Regions from separate parts of the Mus musculus genome. Here region 2 is linked to region 1. The links are chromatin contacts, called in public ChIA-PET maps. All regions are on one chromosome and are shown on one strand. The core of a region is the stretch at or near the end of the contact, and the rest is flanking DNA. Distances in the headings are between cores, read along the strand shown. Region 1 holds the start of 1500004A13Rik (RIKEN cDNA 1500004A13 gene). Region 2 holds the start of Msto1 (misato 1, mitochondrial distribution and morphology regulator).

Evidence for each region. ChIA-PET counts read pairs in DNA pulled down with a chosen protein or histone mark.
Region 2: an RNA polymerase II ChIA-PET map of memory CD8 T cells shows a contact between it and region 1, with 26 read pairs. The contact joins the promoter of Msto1 here to the promoter of 1500004A13Rik in region 1. A contact is called at or near these places in 2 of 39 promoter capture datasets (cranial neural crest and frontonasal cranial neural crest), 4 of 115 datasets of contacts at active chromatin or transcription factors (effector CD8 T cells, embryonic stem cells and memory CD8 T cells) and 2 of 9 other capture datasets (adipose tissue and liver).

What each region holds. Positions count from the first base shown.
Region 1 is chr3:88,831,186-88,833,997 of GRCm38.p6, reverse strand. 1500004A13Rik (RIKEN cDNA 1500004A13 gene) reads left to right here and starts at 1,451. Exons shown (of 3, transcript NR_160680.1): 1 at 1,451-1,734.
Region 2 is chr3:88,912,530-88,915,341 of GRCm38.p6, reverse strand. It overlaps Msto1 (misato 1, mitochondrial distribution and morphology regulator), which reads left to right and starts at 1,392. Exons shown (of 14, transcript NM_144898.2): 1 at 1,392-1,549; 2 at 1,640-1,775; 3 at 2,415-2,484; 4 at 2,564-2,639. The coding sequence starts at 1,466.

The DNA of each region.
Region 1 (2,812 bases), core at 202-2,701:
TTGTAGTATAACCTTTAATTTCCAGTTATCTCTCTTTAGCCTCCAAATACCAGGTTAACTAAAAATGCAGTGGTCTTTTCCTTGCAAGTAGTATAAAAGCAGTTTCCCAATTGAGTATAATAATTTAAAAAAAAAAAGTTTTGAGTTTCAGTGATGATACAAATTATGCTTAGGAAAAATAATCAGGAAACTTTAAAAATCAATTCATTCATCTTTTCTAGTAGTTTCTCTAACTTAAAAAATACACTTTTTAGGCAGAGTGGTCTATGACTGTAACACTAGCATTTGGCAGGTGTTGAAAGGAGTTCAAGACCAGCCTGGACTACACAGTAAGTTCAAGGTCAGTCTGTATTACCCAAGACCCTGTCAATAAATGTAATTAAAATTACTCTTGACAGGCTGTGGTGGCTCAATAGGAGATTGTAATCCTATCAATAGGAGATTTCCAGTCCAGTATAGGCTGGCTAAACAAATGAGTTGCAGAGCAGCCTGGTTGAGAGAGACTGTCTTTTTGAAAAATCACAACTTCTCTTCTCTGTCATTGGGGAGGGGGGGGGGTCACATTAAGAAACCAAAAGCGCTCTTTTGGTCACAGCTGGCCTGATCTTGGAATCAAAACCCAAACCCTACAAAGGAAAAGAAAGGCGACAGGCCATTAGCAGAGACAAAGGAATCTCCAACTGCGGAGAAAAGCCAGGTTCCGAGAAAGAGCCCTCACCTCGGCCACATGTTCCCATGTCCTCAATCTAAAGTCAGAGCCACCCGAGCATGTGCAGCAGGGTGAAGCGACTCATTATTATTATCATTATTATTATTATTATTTTGCATATTTTCTGGTGTTTTATACTCCAGAGTACTGGGTTTAAAAGCATGCACCACTACTGCCCAGCCGACTTTAAGTCTTTATTATTGTCTCTGCTTTTCTGAGATAGGTTCTTGTTATACACGTCAGACTGGCCTGAAACTCTTGATCCTTCTGCTTCTACCCAGGTTTCAATCTTTAGTCAGTTTCCATAAATGCCTTTACTGTTTCAGGAGTGCGCTAAAATAATAGCCATCAATACTGAAACAGTATAGAATTTTGCTTTTCTCAACTCCTCGGACCCAGAAGGTTCAGCTTCTAGCTATATAAACTCAGGCAACTAGAATTACAGCTTCAGAAGACGCTAAAGCGACTATCTTCCTGCCCTTCTGTATTTGGAGACCTATCCAAGACTGTCCTTGACTCTCCTTCCTCACCCACTTGAGTGCTATAGTCACAGGGATGTGCGACTGAGCTAGCTAAACACCCACACTTCTTACTGGGCTTTGAAATTTAGCCACAATCGCCCACAGCCTGTGAATGGGCGGAGACTCATCCTCGGAAAAACTCGGCAGTGGGCGGGGTCTTCTCTCGAAGAGCTTCCGGAATCTTTCGGGCAGAGGCGGAGTCTTCTGCCAAGGGCCTTTCAGAAGAGGCGGAGCCTATCTCTCATCAGGACCAGTCTGACTGCACCTGCATCCTTAGCTCAGAGCATCCCTGGAGCATCTAAGAGGAAAGCGCAGCTAGCAACCAGGGATCGTACTGCAGGGGCAATCGGTCATGCACCTTCCCCTCCCCTGATCTGGAGGTCTACAGCCGCGGCCTCGGTACTGACCGAGATTCCCAAAGTTGTCTGACCTCTGCAAAAGTGTTTCTATCAACAGCCTCTGATTACAACATGGCTGAGATCACAAATATACGCCCCAGCTTTGGTAAGTAGAGCCTGACAAACTAATTTGGGGGCGATCAGTGCCGTTGCAATGCCAGATAGCTGAGGAATGGGCGGGGAGTGAAGTCCAAATGGGACCCTCTCATTGCCAGCCCAGCCAGAATAGGGCCTGAGGTCATGAGTAGAAGGCTGTGGAGAACCTCTGAATTTCAGCTGTGGGATGCAGGCTCTGGCAAGGGCAGAGTGCCACCGAGGATAGGCAGGTCCAGGACGCTAAAACCTTGATGGTAAACCCTTGATGGTGCACTGTCAGCACGTCTGGAGGTGAGAAATGGCAAGCTTGCAGAGGATGTGAACAACCCCCCCCCACCCCTCTTTCTGGAGGAAGAGAGGTGAGGTAGGCGGAGCCCTCCCCCTAGGGGCACACAGGGCGGTGCCCCTTCCTCCCCCTCCTACTTCTGAGGGCTGCAGAAGAGGAAAGTGGGGAGGGGGATGGGACATCAAGATGGCAGCGTGGAGACTATGGGCTGTATGGCTGGAAGCCAAGGGAGGCGGAGGCCTCCAGGGAAAGAAGGGTGCGGGGGTGGGGAGCACAAATGAAGCCACTCCTTAAGCCGGTCAGAGGGTTGCTAGGGCTGGGGTAAAATGCTAGCCCTGCATGCTTCTTTCTGCACCGTAATGGTGTAGTCCTTCGCGGTGTTACCAAATGGCGCTTGGCGCCGCCGGGCGGAGAGATGACGTGATGTCTATTTCTGAACCTCCTGGCAGTGCCTAGGCGCCCCTTCCGGGGCCTTTGTTCCCTGTTTTCCCGGTCTGGCTTTTCAAATAGGGGTACTCACCCGCGCTGGTGCTGGCCAGGGAGGCAATCCTGGCCTGGGGGAGGGGCTGGAGAGGCCCAGCCCGGGGGAGGCTGCTTTGTGTACCACAGAAAGCATTACGTCATCTTGGAGTGGCTGGTCTGCGACCTAGCCCTCTGGGTTCTCAGAGCACTTTTACACTCCCTGGGGCAGAAAGTGCTGTGGTAAATAGGTGGGAAAGAAAGCAAGAGAGGCTTGGCCAAGTCCTTTCCTCTTGGGGAACTCCTCCATAACGATCCAGGAGCGCAAACTTCTCATGCTGTG
Region 2 (2,812 bases), core at 143-2,642, 81 kb before region 1:
CTGAATTCAAATCCCAGCAACCACGTGGTGGCTCACAACCACCTGTAATGAGATCTGATGCCCTCTTCTAGTGTCTCTGAAGACAGCGACAGTGTACTTACTTATAATAATAAATAAATCTTAAAAAAAGAAATAAATCTAAAAAAAAATCTCAAAATTAAAAGGCAGTCATTCTTTAAAATACTGTTCTATATGATGCATTTTTCTAAGTATTTTACTAGCAATGTGCTTATGTTCAGAATAATGTACACAGCTAGGGATTTGGTTCCGTACTACCCTGTGGGTGCTCAGGTTAGAACTCTGGTCTGCAGGCTTGGCAGCTCCCAAGCTCCCCTTAACCCATCGAGGATTTTGCCTGGACCCATTTATTTTATTCATAAGTGAATACTAGATGGTCCAAAAGAAACAGAGCAAGCCATTTGGAATAGTAATTTGTTTTGTTTGTTTTGTAACTTAGATATGGTCTCATGCAGTCAGGTGAGCCTTCAACTTGCTTCGGAGCCAAGGATGAATAATCTCTCTCCGCATCCTAGGAGGGCTTACAGGTTCCAGCCATCACATGCGGCTTGGAAACGCTCTACAAATTGGATAGCCAAACGTTTATAAAAACATAAAAGACTGTTCCCACAGCCGGGTATGGTGGCACACGTCTTTAATCCCAGCACTTGGGAGGCAGAGGCAGACAGATGTCTGAGTTTGAGGCCAGCCTGGTCTACAAAGTGAGTTCCAGGACAGCCAGGGCTATACAAAGAAACCCTGTCTCAAGACAAACAAACAAGCAAACAAAAGACTGTTCCCAACCTTATCAGTGGCACGGCCTTTGATTCCAGCACTCCGGAAGTGGAGGCTTGATTTCTTTTGAGTTTGAAGCCAGCCTGCTTTACACAGTCATTTCAGGCCAGCCAGGGGTTACATACTGAGAATCCATCTCAAAAAGATAAAAATAACGAACCAAGTCAAAGAATAAATGAAAAGAGCACTTAAGTACAATCAAACTACATGAACACGCGAGAAAGGGACTACAATCTTCCCCAGAACCTAACAGAAACCGAACCATGGGGCCAGCCCACTGGTTTAGCAGGGCTGGGACATTAGAGATGGGAAAAGGAAGTGAGTGGGAGGATCCAGAGGAGTCGAATTCCCCCTCAGATTTTTTTTATCCCCTCGCGTGAATTATTAGCTACAGGAGAGGGGCATCTGCGCGAAGAGAGACAGAAGCAGGTGAGAGAACCTTCCATGACCTTGGCCAGACCCGCCACAGTCTGAGGCGCAGAAGGAACGGAGAGACAACAGCCGATCGCGGCAGCTTCCTACATTCCAAGAAGAGGAAGAGGCGGGGCGTGAGCTGCGGCCTCGGAGACCAACGAATCGGGAGGCCAACGGGAAAGCACGTGCTCGCGCGGGAGCCGCCCCCTCCGGCTGATGGGCCCGCGGCGGCAGTGGAGTGCCCAAGAGCAGCGGCGGTATGGCGGGCGGGGCCCGCGAGGTGCTCACGCTGCAGTTGGGACATTTCGCGGGTTTCGTGGGGGCGCACTGGTGGAACCAGCAGGTCAGGCACCTAGCGGCAGCCCGGCGTTCCCCGCAGACAGTACCGGCCCTGCCCCTCTTCCCCCTCCGCTCAGCCCTGTGACCCCTACAGGATGCTGCGCTGGGACGCATGGCCGAGGACGAAGAGTCGCCAGGCGAGCTGTGCCCCGACGTCTTGTACAGAACAGGCCGGACACTGCATGGCCAGGAAACCTATACGCCTCGACTCATCCTAATGGATCTGAAAGGTGAGGCGATGGTGGGCTCAGCCAAGTTTTCCCGTGTGGCGTGCGAGGGCCCTAGCATCAGTTCACTTCAGATACCGGATCGGGCACAACCCCCGACGATGTCGAAAAGGCAAGTTTACTTCAGGATCTGGCTCTGGAATTGTCAGTATAATGTTAAGCTGCTTGCACTCACACCTACAGACGGACCACAGCTTGTTTTGTTTTTTTGTTTGTTTGTTTTCGAGACAGGGTTTCTCTGTATAGCCCTGGCTGTCCTGGAACTCACTTTGTAGACCAGGCTGGCCTCGAACTCAGAAATCCGCCTGCCTCTGCCTCCCTAGTGCTGGGATTAAAGGCGTAAACCACCACTGCCCGGCTGGACCACAGCTTTTGAGAGAAGGATGGATTCCATATTCCCTGTCCCATCTAATGTATATCCAAGTGCCATGTAGTTGGGCACGCCCTTAATCCCAGCCAAGGCAGGTAGAAGCTCTGAGTTCAAAACCAATTTGTCTGTATTGTTGGAAACTACTCAGGGCTACAAAGGGACACCTCATCTAGGTAGAGAGGAACTGCCACACCATATTCCCTGACAGGTGATCAGTTTAGTCTTGATCACATGACCCCCTAGGTTTAACCTTGCCTTTCATTTCTGGGCAGGTAGTCTGAACACTCTAAAAGAAGAAGGTAACCTCTACAGAGACCGACAGCTAGAGGCTGCAGTAGCGTGGTAAGTACCGCTCCTGTGAGCATGGCCCACTGTGTGTACATAGACGGCTGGAGAACTCTGCTTACTCTTACTCTTTCAGGCAGGGGAAGCTCAGCACACACAGAGATGACGCCCAACCAAAGAACCCAAACCTCCAGGGCCTTCTGAGTGCAGAGGTGATGACGAGGGGTGGGGCTCTGTCCCAAACCTTTAAACCTGCTACAAGCACAGTGGCTCTCCGATGCACAGTAAAAGGTGTCTAGTCACTGTAAATGCCATAGAGTAGTGTTTTTGGAAAAAGCACCGTTGTCTCTGAACTGGCGGGAACCCAGAAACTGGCTCAGAGGTT